Regions from separate parts of the Mus musculus genome. Here region 1 is linked to region 2. Evidence: chromatin contacts called from public promoter capture Hi-C data. All regions are on one chromosome and are shown on one strand. The core of a region is the stretch at or near the end of the contact, and the rest is flanking DNA. Distances in the headings are between cores, read along the strand shown.

Region 1 (4,002 bases), core at 1,492-3,991, 650 kb after region 2:
ACAGTGTCTATGCTAGAAGTCTTTTCTTTAGATGTGTGAACTTTACTGGAAACCAGCCCCTGGAAGCTACAATTTCACATTCTCACCATTCGATTTTGACTGCTTCTATACTTCATAAAAACAGAATCTTAGGATATTTGTCTTTTTGTGTGTGACAGTTTTGCTTCCTATAGTTTTTTGTTCCAGTTTCATCTGTGAAATTGTCACTGGCAAATGTGTGCCGTCCCTCTTCATTTTATTTTATTTGTACGGGTATTTTGCTTACAAGCACACTTGTACACCACGTGTGTGCTGTGATCTTGAAGGCCAGAGTAGGGCAAGAGATCCCTTTGGACTGCAATTACAGCTGATTGTGAGCTGCCATGTGGATTCTGGGAACCAAACCCACACCCTCTATAAGAGCTGCCAGTGCACTTAGTCACTAAGCCTCTGCCCAGCCCCCAAACATGTCTTTTTTTTTTCTTTTGGTATAGCACCCATGCTGCACCTATGCTGACTTTTAAGTCCTAGACTTCTGATTTACTCTCAAGTTCTGGGGTTACAGGTCTTTATCATCACGCCTAAACAATAAAATGATTCATGAATCTGCAGATGTTATTAGGATGTTATCTGATTGGCATGTGTCAGAATTTCCCTCTTAGGAAAAAAGGTAATGTTAAACCTGAGAATCTAGAGGAGAAAAGACCAAATCCACTGTTGTCCAACTAAAGTAATCTATTTGGGGGTGAATCTAGAGTGGCTAGCCAGCTGACTCACCCCAAGTCAGGATTTGGGAGAGCAGCCTGTAGTGGCTATTCCTGGTTGTCAACTTGACTATATTTGGAATGAACTACAATCCAGAATTGGAAAGGCTCACCAGTGACCCTTATCTGGAGGCTTGGAGATCCTTATCTGGATCTTGGTATGGAGATCTTGAGCCATAGTGGCTATGGATTCCAGAAGATTGAATCTTGGAGTTTAAGGAACACACCTTTAATCTGGGCTACACCTTCTGCTGGAGACAATATAAGGACATTGGAAGAAGGGAGTCTAGCTCTAGCTCTTGCTCCTTCGCCTGCTTGCTGTGTGAGACTGAGTAACTGCTAGATCCTTGGACTTCCATTCACAGCTGCGACTGAACAATTGTTGGGAATTGGGCTGCCGACTGTAAGTCATCAATAAATTCCTTCACTATCTAGAGACTGTCCATAAGTTCTGTGACTCTAGAGAACCCTGACTAATACACAGCCCCTTGAGGTCCTTTTTATAGGAGAGTGCTCACACAGACGACTGTTAGAAAGATGCAATGAAAGGGAGGAACAAGGGGAGGGATGCTCATCTAGTGAATGTGGTCACGAGTTTAGTGTAGAGGTTGAAAACGTGTTTTGCAGCTTACCTAAAGAACAAGAACTTGGCAGGGCAGTGGTGGCACACGCCTTTAATCCCAGCACTTGGGAGGCAGAGGCAGGTGGATTTCTGAGTTCAAGGCCAGCCTGGTCTACAGAGTGAGTTCCAGGGCAGTCAGGGCTACACAGAGGAACCCTGTCTCGAAAAACCAAACAAAAACAAACCAAACAAAAAGAACAAGAACTTATTCTTTTTTTTTTCTTTTAAGATTTATTTTTATTTTATGTATGTGAGTACACTGTAGCTGACTTCAGATGCACCAGAAGAGGGCATCTGATCCCACTGCAGATGGTTGTGAGCCACCATGTGGTTGCTGGGAATTGAACTTAGGACCTCTGAAAGAGCAGTCAGTGCTCTTAATCGTTGAGCCATCTCTCTAGTCCCAGGAACTTATTCTTAATTACAAATAAAAACCCTAACTTGCAAGGACTTAACATGAGGCAAATAGAACTTATTCTTTAATTACAAACAGAAACTTTAGCCTGCACAGGACAGAGGAACTTATTCTTAACTGTCTTAACTGCAAACAGATCCCCTAAGCTGCAAGGTCTATTTTCCCTGTTTTGATCTTCCATTAACTTGAAAGGTATATTGTCCATTTTGATGTCACAGTATATATCAATTTGTATCATATATAATCACATTTTGCTTATTTGCTTATACGTTGGTAGATATCTGGCTCCTTTCACACTTGACTATAGTGAATGAGGTTGCGGTGGATATGGAAGTACAAACATCTCATTTAGACACTGCTTTCAATTCTTTTGGACACATACCATAATTTCTATTATTATTATTATTGTTAATTTACTTTTTGGACACAGGTCCTCATGTAGCCCAAATGTTTTCTATTTCCTTTTAAGTTTCATAAAGAAAAACGTTTTGAAACTATATAGAATACCTTGCTGTTTCGAAAAAACATCAATTGATTCATACCTTAACCAATTATTTAGGCTGCCAAGTGGCAGTTTTCTTGTATCACTCTGCCTTCATTTATGTGTTGGCATTTTACTACAGGTAAGAGAGTTCTTCCCCTTTATTTATGAATATGGACTCATTCATGTACTCTGGGGACATTTTATTGTTTTGAGAAATTCCTATGTGACTGTTCAAATTTTGGAGATACACAGTGGGCTTCTGCATTTCTTTGTCATTCACTATTAAGCAAAAGGAGAGGACAAAATGACTTCCCTAGATGGAGATCATAACTTGTGGTCAACTCTCTCATTCAGTCAGACTGGCGCTGTTTTTCCAAGTTCGCTAGAGCTTCCTGGATGGGAGCCACGTCGCAAACTACACATCCCAATACCCTCCTAGGACAACGTCATCACGAAGCGCCGCGCGCCGCTCAGGCTGTGGACTCTGGAAAGCCGGCTGTGACAGCTGCAACATGGCGGACGTGCTGAGCGTTGGTGTGAACCTGGAGGCCTTTTCGCAGGCTATTAGCGCCATCCAGGCGCTACGCTCTAGCGTGAGTAGGGTCTTCGACTGCCTTAAGGATGGCATGCGCAACAAAGAGACGCTGGAGGGCCGCGAGAAGGCCTTCATCGCGAACTTCCAGGACAACTTGCATTCCGTCAACCGGGACCTCAAGTAGGTACTGGCTGAAAGGATCGGGGTTGAGGACCCTTCTGGCACCTGTCCCGCCCGGATCCCGCGCCAGTCTGCCCAGTCACGGGCCTCTCTCCTTTATTCACAGTCCGCTGTCACTTTCGCTCATCTCCCGGTCCTAGTCAGCCTCTCAGGGACTCCTTGTCTCCCGTCCCGTTACCTAGTATTCATTCTGTTGGCCATTTCGTCCTGGTTGTCATCTGTGGTCCTCGGTTCCCGCTGTAGTGGTCCTATCTGATGAGGAAACCTCTTCTCAGGAACTTCCACCTCGTCGATCTTATCAGACCTTTTCCTTGGGCTCCATCACATCGGGCCAGTCTCCCCATCAACACTGTCCCAGGCCCAATTACGTACCTCTCGATCCGATGAGCTCCAGTTCCCATCCTCAGAGCCTAGAATTCATCAGTTCCACCTCACCTCATTCTCAGACTACCTCCGTTACCTTTGCCTCTTTCCATTTCCCCTCCGAAGCCACCTGCTCCTCACTGCCAGTCACCATCATTCCTTTTGTTTAGCTCTTTTCTCGAGAGATACAGTCTTACATCTATTAGGATGTTTAAGAGGAAGAATTTATTTAGGTTCAGTTTCAGAGGACTCAGTTCACTACAACGGGAAAGGAATGTTTGAGCAGGTTAACCCCTAATAATTGGGGATTACATATTTCCCTCACGGGACTCCTTTTACATCATTAGTGTATTAAGAGTTTGCTGAGAAGACATTACTCAGATGCCATGCATAGAAGGCACTTTGGATTTTGAGACAGGGATTCTCAGGGTAACAGTCTTGGTTGTCCTGGAATTCAATTTGTAGACCAGGATGGCCTCAAACTCACAAGAGATCCTCCTGCCTCTGCCTCTCTGGATTAATCTGCTGGGATTAAAGGTGTGTGCCACCACACACAGTTTAGTAGGCATGTCTTCTGTGCCTGAACTTGTGTTTTCTTCCTGTCTTAGAAATTAGAATGGAAGGACTTGAGGTCTCCCCCCCCCCCCCAGACAGGGTTTC
Region 2 (4,427 bases), core at 1,259-3,758:
ACCAGAACATGGCCTCTGTGGATGCTGGCCTGCACATCACAGAACTTGGAGATGACTAGAGGAGACCCTTTAAAGATCTGAGGGAGAAGCTAAACCCACATGGGAAGTGGGCAAGCCGGGATCTGTCATATCCCTGCTTGATTCAGGGTAGCTCTTTGATTGGACCCTCCCTCTTTTATATTCCTTAGAGACAAGATGACAGGGATCAGGTTGGCTGTGGCTGCTAAGGAACAGGTGGGCGGTGCTAGCAAGGATCTGGAAAGTTATCCACTTCTAGGGTCCCCCTCTAGCTGGACTTGGGGGGCCTCACTTCCACTCCTATCCCAGAGCAATGAGAATTAGCACTCATGGGGCTCCCTCCCCTGTGCTCAGCTCTCTGCCCATCCTCAGGGCTTCCAGGTTCTCCAAGGAAGCCATGCTAACTGGCTTGCTGTGCCCCACGAGCTCCCTAGAGCAAACCTGACTTAGTTCTTGATCCTAGCAACTTGTGACATGAACACGTCAGGGATGTCACAGAAGGGGATGTAACTAGCTATCCAAAGTGATTGGCCCCTGACCACAGGCCTCTGCAGCCAAATTAGAGTGGATGAAAGGCCTGGATGCAGGCGCTGCTCTCTCTGGGGGAGAAGGGAGGGAAAGGTGATTACCCCATAGGTTTGAGGCTTTAATTGATTTGTATTTTTCCAGGCTGCTAAAGAAGATTAGATCGCAGTATGAAAAGCGCCTAGGGCTTAAAATAAATGAGCGGAGACGAAAGCCACTTCAAAAATGTCCAGGAAGCACACTGAACCCCCCCCCCCCCAGTGCAAGCTGCAGTGTGGCTGCTGCTTTCTTTGTTGGGGAGGCCTCATCTTTGCTTCCCCAGCTGACAAGTCTACCGAGGCCTGAGGCCTTTGAGGAAGCAGGTCTCGGGGACAGAGGGCTGCGCTGTGGCTTTACATGGGCAGGTGTCATTATCCCAGGTCAGAACGCTAGCTCTCAGCCTTGAGGCTCCCTCTGATTTCATTCTCAGCCCCTGGGCAAGACTTTTCCCCTTTGCTAGGCCTTAGCCTCTGTTTCTGTAAAAGGTGGGGGATTGGATAGAAACTCTTCAAGCTATTGAAACTTCCTCTCTGTGCCCAGCAGCTGTCGAGGGAAGAAATCCAGAAAGAGGAAATGACTTGCCCAAAGCCACCAGCTAACTCCTCTGGCCTGTCTTATTCTGCAGTGTCTTGTCTGTCTTCGGAGCAGAAGGTTTTCATCTGACTTGACACTGCCTGGTGCTGTGGCCCCCGGAGCCCCTGAGAGCTCCTCCAGCTTGACCCATGCAAACAGGTGAGCTACAGGAGCAGGAGTGACTCGGTCCCCAGCACTTGCTGCTCTTCCAGAGGGCCTGGGTTTAGTTCTCAGCACCTAGATCTATTGGCTCACTGCTTGCAACTCTGGCTCCAGGGTTCCAAAGTCCCTTTCCCAGCCTCTGCTCTTCCTCTGTCCCACCCTTATACACATTAATACATAAAGATAAAACTTGTGAGACAGGAACGATTGTTGTCCAAAGTGAGGTGAGATTAAGATTAGTCTAAAGATTAAGTGAGATATCACTATGTACCCACACTGTCCACTCCCTATAGGCCAGTCACTGTCGGGGACTTCAGGGTAGTTGTGGGAGGAATGCCTGAGTGTTCCCCACTGCTCAGGGTAGAAACTTAGGCTCACTGTAAATCTGTCAAATTTACAACATCTAGAGTTGGACTTGTGGCTATCATCGTAGGCTGTGTGTACCTCCCTCTGGGTTACTACACAGAGTCCTTCCTCCACGATGCCACCCTTGCCTCTTCCACAGCTACACGCAGCTTTCCTCCCCCTAGGCCAGGACACCTCCACCTCTTTCTCCCCCACTCCCATAGTGTTTTCGACCCAGCTCGTCGCCGGCGCTCCATCCCCCTTTACCCTGGTTTGACTTGGACTGGCCTTCGCCTCACAGAGTGCCCAGAAGCTTGCAGTGCCTCCGTGGGTGTGCGGCCCCGAGGGCGGGAAGGCCCCTCAGGAAATGGGCGTGGGCGGGGTCGAGGCCATAGAGGCCAGGCAGGCTTGGCCGATTGTGACCACAGGTGCTATGGCAACCCGGTCACATGACTCGGCCGGCCGCCCAAACCAGGAGACCCGCCCAGTTTCCCCCCACCCCCACCCCCATATGATCTGGGCGCATATGACTTTTCCTCCTGTAGAAACCGGTCCCACGTCTGCCCCAGCGTCTTTCATTTAAAGATGGGGAAACTGAGATCCAGGGAGCAGGGTCAGCTTCCAGCGCCCAGATCCGCACAGTTGGCTACACCAGAAGCAGGATTTATTCTGTCATCCGATCCCCCATTGCTCTGTAGCTCCACAGGCGTTCTGGGGTTTGCTTTGTGGCCCTGGGGAGGGAGAGCCGACTGCAGATCAGGACCTCGGTGGATGGAATCCGGGACCAGGACTCGCCCCAGCTGAGGCGCTCACCGATGACGCATAGCTTGGCGTCCCAGCAACGCCGTTACTAAGGAGCGGAGCGCTGTCGGAAACATGGATGCAACCACAGCCCCTCATCGCATTCCCCCGGAAATGCCTCAGTACGGGGAAGACTACTACATTTTCGAGATGATGCAGGTGATCAGGCGCCCGAGGATAGGGAATACGGCTACCGGGCCGGGCCGGCAGCATGGTCTGGGGGGAAATCCCTTTCCTCAGTTTCCCCACCTGTGAAATGGCGCAGTAGTCTCCAGGGCCTCTTCTGGCATTGTATGGGAAACCTCAGCCGGTTCCTGAGCCCTGAGTCTTACCTAAGCTGGGCCTTGGAAGCCCTAACAAGCTAGGCTCACCCACCTCACTCCAAGACCAGTTAAAGAGATAAGCAACAGAAAAAAAGAAAAAGTCAGAGAAAGGCTTATTTCCTGTGACCACAATGGAAGGAGGAACACGTTCAAGAAGTTCAGTGACCTGCTTCCCGGGGCTAGTTTTGGGGTCCACACAAGTCTAGTGTGATCCCGCACCTCACTGACCCATATCTGTCTCCGTTCCACTCCCTCCTGCAAGGTGGTCTGACAAGTTGGAGGAAAACTTCCCAGGAGACCCGCCCCTCTGGCTGGTGCCAGCCTTTTCCTTCTCCTGGCATGAGGTTCCTGGGAAATTCCAGTTCCCAGGACCAAACCGATTGTCTCAGCCGTCAGGCAAAAGACACATGTGTTTTGTCTCATGAGGGTGTCTTTGACCCTGTTAGGACAAGTAGGGGACCGTATAAGTTTTAGATGGCATCCCTATCCAGGTGGTCTCCTCTGGGGCAGCATATTTTCTACATAGCCTCTATCCTCAGAATTGGCCTTTTGAAAGCCCTCGTCCCTCATCCCTTATACTAGCTCCCAGCTTGTCCTGGTTCCCAGGCAACTGTGGCCTTCAGCCAAACCATATCCCCATCTATGTGTGCTCCAGTTTTTGACTTGTGCTCTCCAGAGGTGAAAGTGACTTTTAGGGGCTGGACCGATGAGCTGTCTAACAGTCAGTGATTCTGGGGGCCGCAGGCAAACTAGAGCTCAGTTTCTAGTACCCTATACTGCAAGCCTAGCATGCACACGCGCACACGTGCGCACACACACACACACACACACACACACAGACAGAGAGAGAGAGAGAAGGAGGGGGACACCGTGCTGGCACATGAGCCCAGGCCAAGGAGCCTGAGTCTACTGAGCAAGCTCCTTTGGAAAGTGTTAATGGAGGGGAGACCAAGGAGTGGCCAGCCACAAATAAAACAGCAAATCTGGGGGCACGAGAGGGGTGATATATGATCCTGGCCTGCTTTCTTGTTGGATTGGTGGGGCGATAACCAGAATACTTTATCTTATTATCATTTATTTTCAAATAATCTTAGACTTGGGAAGTTATAAAAATGGCGTTCACCTCTTGTCTAGCTTAGGCCGTGTAACCTTGGTCTTCTCAAAGCCGTGAAGCAGAAGTGGGTGCAGTGCTTGAGCCTCCACTGCAGGCTTCTCCTGGATCTCACCCCCTTTCACCTGCTCTTGGGTTTCTGTGGTGGTGTGTACAGCTCTGTGACGTTTTATCAGATGTCTGTGGCTCTCATGGGATTCACAGATCCACTGCTGTTCATCCGTGATAACAGACTGTCCTCAGACTTGGCTTCTTTTTGTCTTGTCCTGAGAAGGACTCATGGCCTTATCAGCCCGAAGCATGCAGATGTGTTACCTGTGTAACCTCTTAGTCAAGAAGTGAACACAACATCTCTAAGCACAGAGCCAGCCCAGCTGTGCCACTGAACGAATGGTAGGGGGCTGGGGAAGGAGGGCTGAGGCCCCAAGAAGAGGAGGGACTTTCGGATGAGATCTAGAGTCTAAACAGGACTCCCCATTGGTGCTCTTGACTACTCTGCACCTCATTGTCCTCATTGGCCCTTCCTACCT

Evidence for each region. Promoter capture Hi-C pulls out the DNA fragments that hold promoters and counts their contacts.
Region 1: a promoter capture Hi-C map of liver shows a contact between it and region 2, with 3 times the contacts expected there. The contact joins the promoter of Med27 here to the promoter of Ak8 in region 2. A contact is called at or near these places in 2 of 39 promoter capture datasets (both in liver), 2 of 484 Hi-C or Micro-C datasets (both in embryonic stem cells) and 1 of 9 other capture datasets (embryonic stem cells).

Annotation. Positions count from the first base shown.
Region 1 is chr2:29,344,069-29,348,070 of GRCm38.p6, forward strand. Med27 (mediator complex subunit 27) reads left to right here and starts at 2,742. Exons shown (of 8, transcript NM_026896.5): 1 at 2,742-2,979. The coding sequence starts at 2,777.
Region 2 is chr2:28,697,653-28,702,079 of GRCm38.p6, forward strand. Ak8 (adenylate kinase 8) reads left to right here and starts at 2,509. Exons shown (of 13, transcript NM_001033874.2): 1 at 2,509-2,622. The coding sequence starts at 2,539. It overlaps Spaca9 (sperm acrosome associated 9), which reads right to left and starts at 1,999. Exons shown (of 5, transcript NM_027283.1): 1 at 1,930-1,999.